Regions from separate parts of the Rattus norvegicus genome. Here region 1 is linked to region 2. A link is a contact called in public Hi-C data. All regions are on one chromosome and are shown on one strand. The core of a region is the stretch at or near the end of the contact, and the rest is flanking DNA. Distances in the headings are between cores, read along the strand shown. Region 1 holds the start of Rassf8 (Ras association domain family member 8). Region 2 has its middle 82 kb from the start of Lmntd1.

Region 1 (4,135 bases), core at 1,547-4,046, 410 kb before region 2:
CTCTCTCTCGTAGAAAGTCCCACACGGAGTCAATGGCAGGTGTCAGACTGAGACACTTTGGCAGAGAATCTATTTGATGAGTAACTGTACCCAAGTACACAGAACCTCTCAAAATGTAATCTTAAAACCCAGTTAAGAACGCGAACAGGGTTGGATAGACGGCTCAGCAGTTAAGAATACTTGCTACTCTTACAAAAAAGACCAGGGTTCAATTCCCAGCACCCATACAGTGGCTCAAAACCATCTGTAACTCCAGTCTTGGGGATCCAATACCTTCCTCTGACCTCAGAGGACACACGAGCCAGCAAAATGCCCACACACATAAAATAAAATAAAAGTGGACTTAGAGACGCTCAACATCAATCATTAGACAAGGCCAATGAAACGCACCAGTGGACACACCTGAACACTTAACAAAAAGAAACTGATTATACCAAGTGCAGCAAGCAAGACATGAGTGTGTTCACACACGGAGAAGGTGCAGTTGTGGTGCACACTTGCTTATAAATACCCTCCCCGACCCCCTCTCCCAGCTCTAGAGGTCAGTTCAAGGCCAGCCAAACACTGCAAAGCAGAAACAAAACAAATGTAAAATGGTAGAGTATACTTAGAAAACATTCTGGCATTTTCTTTAAAAGCTAAGCTCACAACCAAAGGCAATGGCTCAGAAGTCTAACCACAGGCAAGCGAGTGGAGATACAGTGGGACAGCAGGCCTGCATCTGAACTCACAAGCAATGGAGGGTGATCTTGAATTTCTAATCATCCTGCCTATACAGTGCTGGAGACTGAGCCAGGGTTTTGTTCATGAGGGCAAGAAGCAGTCCACCAACTGAGCTACCCCCCAGCCCCACTGCTACAAATACCAACAGAGTCAGACATTACATTAATGACTCCACTCAGCTCAAACTCTAGAAGAGGCAGGCAGCTACAGGGACAGAGGGCAGAGTGGAGTTTTTGAAGGAGGGGAAGCTGGGACATCGTCACTGTCAGAGAGAGACACTGGGGAGGAGGACAGATAGGCCTGTTGTGCTGGCGGTGGCAAGGGCTTCACAGACCTACACCAAAGCTTGTAAAACTGCAGTCAGGCACGCGCAGCCTAGCGCATGACAATTTTCATCTGAGCAAGCTGGCAAAACAGCTCAGCGAGCCCAGCTCACTACCAAGTCTGAGGACCTACTCAGGAGGGGAACAGGGGCTCCTACAAACTGTCCTCAGACTCAGACATTTACACAAAGCAAATAAACAAATAATACAGCGACATATTTAAAATGAGCAAATAAGTTAAGAAAAGTTATTGTACACATAAAAATAAGGAAGCTAAGATACAATAAGCTATTTTGTATTTGACAGATTCTAATACATCCAGTAATACAATCTCTTGCCTAAATGGCTAAGCTTTAACTAAGAGTCCGACACCACTATGCCTAACCTATTCGCCAATGGCATTTCCATAGCAGAGCTGCATATGTTAAAAATCCATTCAACTCTATTAAAGAAAAATAACAAGAAATTCTTACTCTACTTTTCTGACTATCTACCCAATAAAGGAAGTCTAATTTTTTACAATATATACTTATATTTGAAAGGATCATTTTATTTTGACTAGTTTTCCAATAATAAAACTACTATACTTAATGATAAATTTGATTTAGCACTCAGAAGCCAATGATAATCAAGCAGAAAGACAATGTAAACATCTATTTGAATAAAATATGGAAGAGAGTGGCTACAACTTCCCTCTTGTTATAACCTGTATCTACATCTACATCTACATTTTTCCCCTAAAACAGAGTAAAATCTGAGTGCTTAGTGAAGTGAACTACAATGCATAAACCTGGACAGCTCTAAAATTAATTATTTTGAGCATGATGATAAAACCTGAATGTATAAAACATACAAACAACTAAAACCAACCTCCATCTGACATTAGGACCGGGAAATGAATGGTATTGGTGCCGAGACACTCCAGGCAACTGTCCAAGTCTAGGTAGCCAGTAGGCACATAAACCCAAGACACCAAAACATCACAAGGGTGCCCAACCACAATAATGTCTACAGCGGTGACACAAATGTCCTGGGGCACAGAGGTCCTGCACAAAGCAGGTCACATGCCAGACCCCCTCCAAAACCACTCCCATTCTCTCACACAGATGAATCTGAGTCTCCACGTAAAACACGAGGTCCTCCAGAAGGCACAGCTCCGTCTTCAGTGGGATGAAGCGAAAGGAAGGGGACTAGTTTCTCTGACTAAAACGAAGGCATGAAGACCTATCGCCTTCTCCTCACTATGTCTAGCATGGGATCGGGCATGCTGTGGGAGCTCAAAGGTGTCTGTAATCATTCTTGTTCACCATCCAGCACAGAGGGGACCGAGAGGCTGTGTGCAGAGGACTCCCTTCTGAGGACAGCAATAGATCCAAAGTCCTTGGTGCATTCCCTGACCAACAAGAAAGAAGCTGGGTCACGTGTGCTCTAAGGGTGAGTAGTAACTGAAGGAAACACAGTCAGGAGACAGCAGAAGTATTGTAAGACAGGCACCTGCAGCATGAGCAGCAGAGGCATCGCTGAGCTGCAGGCCACTGAGTCAGGATTTTATGCGGGGCAACCACAGGACAGAAAACCAACAGCGCTTTAAGCTTCCTTGGCTATGGACGGTCATGCCTACTTTAACTTAAAAACGGTTTTAGTGAGAAAGGAAAAGAACTTCCCCACCTCTAGGTGGCTCCTGTTGCTCCTCTCCACTGGGCTCAGATGGCATCTGGTGATGAATATCACACTCTGCCAGGACACGTGGGCATCCTTAGACCTTGCCCTCCTCTGCCTGCGGCAGTTTCCCCAACCTCCGTGGACATCTGGCACTGGGCAGTCACATCATCTGTCTGGCCCACAACTGTGTCACACTGTAAAACATCAGGCACAGCAGAATTCACATTTCCATTCTGTAACCCTGCGCTAATAAAACAGTTGTTTCAATGCTGAAGCTAGAAAAGTGGAATGTGCAACACTAATTAAAAGGTGTCTAATTAGCATGCATTTTCTACAAACCACAGACGGATTGTTTTTACCTGATGCTAAAAGTTTGTTCCAGATCACTCACAAAACTGGAACACAGAAAGGCTAGTTTGGCTTTTCTGACACAAGTATCACAGAGATGAGGACTATTAAGAAAGACGTAAATGCCTTGTGGGTGTGCTGGTGCCCGAGTGCTTCAATCCCAGCATCCAGTAGATCTCTGAGAGTTTGAGGACAGCCTGGTCTATACGGTGAGACCGTTTCAAACAAAGGCATACATGAGAAATGGACACTGTACCACTTTATCCCCTGAGCACCGCTGTGCATACCAGGGACTGGAGAGTAAAGCAGGCACTATCTATTGCTCATGGGGGGGTGAACAATAAAATATAGTACAATTATAAATTGTGGCAAATTAAGGATGATTGTCCTTATGGAAGAAATAAGTTGGGTCTAACAGACGTGAAAACGGTGACCTTCTCAGAGAAGACTTCCATGAGAAAGAATTCTGCAGCTAGTACTCACAGATGAGAGGTTACTCAGCAGCTGGGATAAGGGCCCTGGGGCCAGTCTGCTGGAGAACTGGTCTATATGCTGGGGGATGTGGGTGAGGGGCTGGGGCCTTAAGGAACAGGACAGGAAGGCCTGCTGGAGATTCTGTACCTTACTCCAAGGATTCTTGGGAATCTAGAAGGCCCGTAGAAAAATTGACTTTCTTTTTCGGGCTATCAGCAAGAAAACAAACAGGAAGGGGCAAAGGAGACCAGGGGACTTAAGAGAGGTCAGAGTAGCTTGAACTAACCAACACGACGGCAGAGACTGAAAATCAGACAAGTTTCTGAGATATTTTGTGGTCAACTGTTTTGGAGGGCTGATGGACAGAATGCAATGAGCAAGACACCTTGCTGGGATAGAGGAGTTCAGAACAGGAAAGGGAGAGTTTGCCAGTCTGGACAGCACAGACTAAGTGTGGAGAAGAAATGGGAGCTGCTGCCATTGTAGACAAAGAGGGGCCAGGCACATCTTAGGTGCCTGTCCGTCATGGCTTTCCAGCTAACAGTAGTATCCCCATTTTAAAGGCAGTGAATTTAGATCAGAGCTAGAGAAACAGGGGACCATTC
Region 2 (4,464 bases), core at 1,772-4,271:
GATGACTCCAGTCCTAGGCCTTATAAAAATTAACATTTCTGCTGGGTTTGCACATTAGAACAATGCCAGTCAGAGTGAGTTAGAAGTGCATCGTGTGTCACACACTGACACACATCATATACATGCACCACTCTTCATGACCTGCGTGTATCCTATAAGGAACACCGGCAGGGGGTTCAGAGCCAAGGGGGTTCTGAAGCCAAGAGCACACACTTTGCTCTGCCAGAGGTCACACCTACTGTTCCCAGCCCACATGGGGCAGATCACAACACCCTATCCTCCAGCCCCAGGGACTCTTCCACCCTTTTCTGTCCTCTCCAAGCACTGCAGGCATGTTCACAGAGCTCTACGCAGGCACATATATACATACCCAGGCATGTACAGTTAAAATAATAATAATAATAATAATAATAATAATAATAATAATAATCTCTTTTTTTTTTGGTTCTTTTTTTCCGGAGCTGGGGACCGAACCCAGGGCCTTGCGCTTCCTAGGTAAGCGCTCTATCACTGAGCTAAATCCCCAGCCCCAATCTCTCTCTTTTTAAGCAACAAAGTTGGGTGTGAGAATTTACAATGTGACCAGTTACAATCACAACAATTTGGACCGCGGCTGTAACAAAGCCCCAGATTAGGAGGCCTAGAACCCAGAAGGGCCTGGGGATCATGGGTGTGCGCCCTCTCCAGGAAATACAAACATTTACAAAATTGAAGAGCTTTAAGAAACAAAAATATGTTTAATTTTTAAAAAAATCCCAGCATATACAAATACAAAAAAAATCACTAAATCTTTTTTTATAGTTAATTTTTGACTAAGGGAGGGTTGTAGGTCAGAGGACAGTTTTCAGGAGTCCTTCCCTCCAAGGGTCGAGCTCAGGTCATCAGCCTTGCGAGCATAAATTACTTTGCCTTTACCTGTCTTCCTTCTTTTTTAGTTTTTAGTTTTAATTGTCGCTTTTTTGTGAGCTCACCATTATTTTCTGGTAACAGCATAGCTCGGTGGGTGAAGAGGCCACCCAAGTGGGAGTTTGGTCCCTGGAGCCCATGTGGTGGGAGGAGAAGACTTTCCTCGGACCTCACATGCACGCGCAGTGCTCTGTGTCCACAAACAATTAAATACATATTAAAAAATGGTTTCCCATAAAACACTCACAAGGACTTGTATAAAAAAAAAAGTCGTTAACTTTCTGATGAAAACAAAAAAAAAAAATGAAATCCTGATCGCATGGGTGATGCATGCACGCTGATAGGATCACACGGGTGATCGGGTGGTCCCGGTTCTCTGATAGGATCGCACGGGTGATCCCCGTACTCTGATAGGATCGCACGGGTGATCCCGGTACTCTGATAGGATCGCACGGGAGACCCATATGTGTACACTCTGATAGGCCGACACATGCTGATGCGTACACTCTGATAGGCCGACACATGCTGGTGTGTACACTCTGATAGGATCACATGGCTGTTGCGTATATTCTGATAGGCTGACACATGCTGATGCGTATACTCTGATAGGCCGACACATGCTGATCTGTACACTCTGATAGGCCGACACATGCTGATGCGTATATTCTGATAGGCCGACACATGCTGATGCAGTATACCCAGGTACCTTTCACCACCATTCGCATTTAAAATAACTTCCATGCTATCTCCGTTGTTTCCCAAGGTGTCCCCCACATTTAGACATTACCTTGATCTTCCTGATAAGTAAGGAGACTTATTTGGCTCTAAATTCCCACTTTTATTCCTGGTCTGTATAGGTAGTAGGCTGTCGTTCTCAGCGGCCCCCATGCTCTGAGCTCCCTGCTCTGTGCCTTAGGACTGCAGCGCCTACGCAAGCCCTTGCCCTCTGCTTCCCGGCTTCAGTGGGTGTTGATTTTGCACATCAAGCTTTGGCGTATCAGCCTGCCGTGACTGTTGCTAGGTCCACCATTGACCAGAGCTGTTGTTGGAAGACCCCACCTCCCCCTCCCCCATAATGTGGTCTCTTCCACCCTCAGATCTAGGGAGCAATGGATCCCCACCGCTCATTATCCCCGATGTCTCAACCTTTCTTGTAAGGTCCCTATGATCCTGGAAAAAAATCTTTTTGATTAACATATCATCTTAAAATTGTTAAGAACAATCCCAACAGGGGCAATGGGCAAAGGCCACACCTACTCCAGCAAGGCCACACCTACTCCAACAAGACCATGCCTACTCCAACAAGGTCACGCCTACTTCAACAAGGCCACGCCCACTCCAATGAGGCCACACCTACTCCAACCAGGCCATGTCCACAGTGACACACACCCATTCCAACAAGACTTTGTTGGTGGTATTGGTCCTATATCAGTCAGGGGCAGAACAAATAACAATCTTTTGTTCACGCTAGCTGGATGCCTGACTTTATGGCCAAAGCTATCTCAAACCTAGGACTCCTAAAAATAAAATCTAATCTAATCCAGGCAGCACAGCAAGAAGGAGGAGTTTCATGCCACCCACAGACCCAGTGGAGGAGTTAGGGGAAGGACTGAAGGAGCTGAAGGGGTTTACAACCCCATAGGAAGACCAACAATGTCAACCAACCAGACCCCACCAGAGCTCCCAGGGACTAAGCCACCAACCAATGAGTACACATGGAGGGACCCATGACGCCAACGACACATGTAGCAGAGGATGGCATTGTCCAGCATCAATATGAGGAGAAGCCCTTGGTCCTGTGAAGGCTCATTTCCCCAATGTAGGGTAATGCCAGGGCGGTGAGGTGGGAGTGGGTGGGTAGGAAAGGGAACATCCTTATAGAAGCAGGGGGAAGGTGAGGGAGTATGGGACGGGGGAAGAGGATAACATTTGAAATGTAAATACCTAAAATATCCAAGACAAATAAAATTATTTTTGAAAAAAGAAAAGAAAAAGGAAAAAGAAACGACAGGCTTTGGAGTTCTTGGCAGCAGCCACAAGGAAGAAGATTGAAGGCAGCAAGTGTCGGTGGAAAGTGGACCTTGGATGTTGACCCAGGAAGTAGAGAAAGAGTAAATGCAGCCCTGGACTTCGTTCCGTGGAGTTTTTATTGAAGGGACAGAATGCTACCTGGTAACATGGGCCTGTGGAAGCTGCACTCCGCCCTTGGGCCAACCAAAGAGAAAATATTTAACCTTGGTGTTGTAGACTTCGAGGTGTTGCTCTGGGTGGTCTAGAACTCAGAATGAGCCAGGAATGGGGGCACCAGGCTGCACTGGCTTCTGCCAGGGTGACTTTGGGTTTTATTAGCTTGTACCACTAGCTCAAAGCTCCTTGGGTATCGTGGAGCACACCCAAGTCCTCACACCGTATTTGGAAAATCTCTTAACAAGAAAACCTTTTATCTTTCCAGATGTATCTTTTAGATGTATAAACAATAACCAAAGGCATTAGAAGCTCCTAAAACTAATTAGCTACTTTGACAGGTAAGCAACAGTTCTTAAAAATGCCAGAAAGTGGCGGTGGCAATACCTAGCATAGAACAATGTCCCAGGGTGTCAAGAGCCTCTTTCCGCACCTCCCTGAGCCCAAGGATAGCCCAGATAGGGCCCCCACGCTAAACAGAAAATGTCCCTATTTGTTCATTTGGCTCTTTATTGAAAGCTGTCATGAGGACGTGATTCATAATGACTACGGAGGTGAATGGCTCCCTCTAAGGCTGCAGACTCCTTCAGTTACACAAACAACTCTACTTGAGCCACCATCTCCAGAATGGGCTTGGTTACAGGTCCTTTCTTATTTACTTTACCTTACATGTATCATGTGAAATTGATATTTTCTGAATATAATTTCCAAAGTATTGCCCTGTATACAATATAAAAGCAGTTAGTATTCAGCCTACAGCCACCATTTCTGATTTTATAATGGTAATATTCTCTACTGTCTGAGGAGTTAACTCGGGAGTCAGATGGTGTGATGGCTAATATTATGTGGACTTGACACCGCACAAGCTAGAGTCATTTGAAAGGCCACCACATCTTGAGAAGCCACTATTTAACATTAGCATACAAACACCACCAGACCAACCCACTACCGAATTTGAAACAGTTCTGACTATAACTTTGACCAAGTCACACCATTTTTACGTCTATGGGACTCAAGAGGCAGCCCTGTGGCTTCCCGAGGGACCCTCTTTGTAAACCGCAAGCCCCACGATGCTTCTATAATATGGCAGTAAGAGTCGGTTTGGTCCTGATGCCATAATGTCTCACTCCACGGTAATTCTAACTAAGCATGTCCTTTGGGCTATTGGTCTATAGAACAAAATTACCTAAAGGAAATAGTGTGTGAAAGAAGGCATAACTTTGAAGGAATAATTGGGTTTTCTTTTTAAGACAACTGGAATTTTTTGTAAATTTGTTTTTTTGTAAAACCTAAAATAGTTTAATATTGTAACCCAGAGTTAGGAGCACACCTCACTTGGCAACACACAAAACTCAAGTCATGCATCAACACAGA

What was found. A called contact is a pair of places that touch in the nucleus more often than the background predicts.
Region 1: a Hi-C map of liver shows a contact between it and region 2, with 2.2 times the contacts expected there. The contact joins the promoter of Rassf8 here to the enhancer-like site in region 2. A contact is called at or near these places in 2 of 12 Hi-C or Micro-C datasets (the A7r5 cell line and liver).

What each region holds. Positions count from the first base shown.
Region 1 is chr4:180,449,408-180,453,542 of GRCr8, reverse strand. It overlaps Rassf8 (Ras association domain family member 8), which reads right to left and starts at 2,796. Exons shown (of 5, transcript NM_001191753.1): 1 at 2,715-2,796.
Region 2 is chr4:180,043,453-180,047,916 of GRCr8, reverse strand. No RefSeq gene overlaps it. Among named protein-coding and RNA genes, the nearest start is that of Lmntd1, 82 kb to the left of the region's middle. Within about 2 kb of position 3,021, at least 2 of the 93 cell types and tissues checked have an H3K27ac peak or open chromatin away from gene starts, as enhancers often do. A contact at or near this core is called in liver, where this site is marked.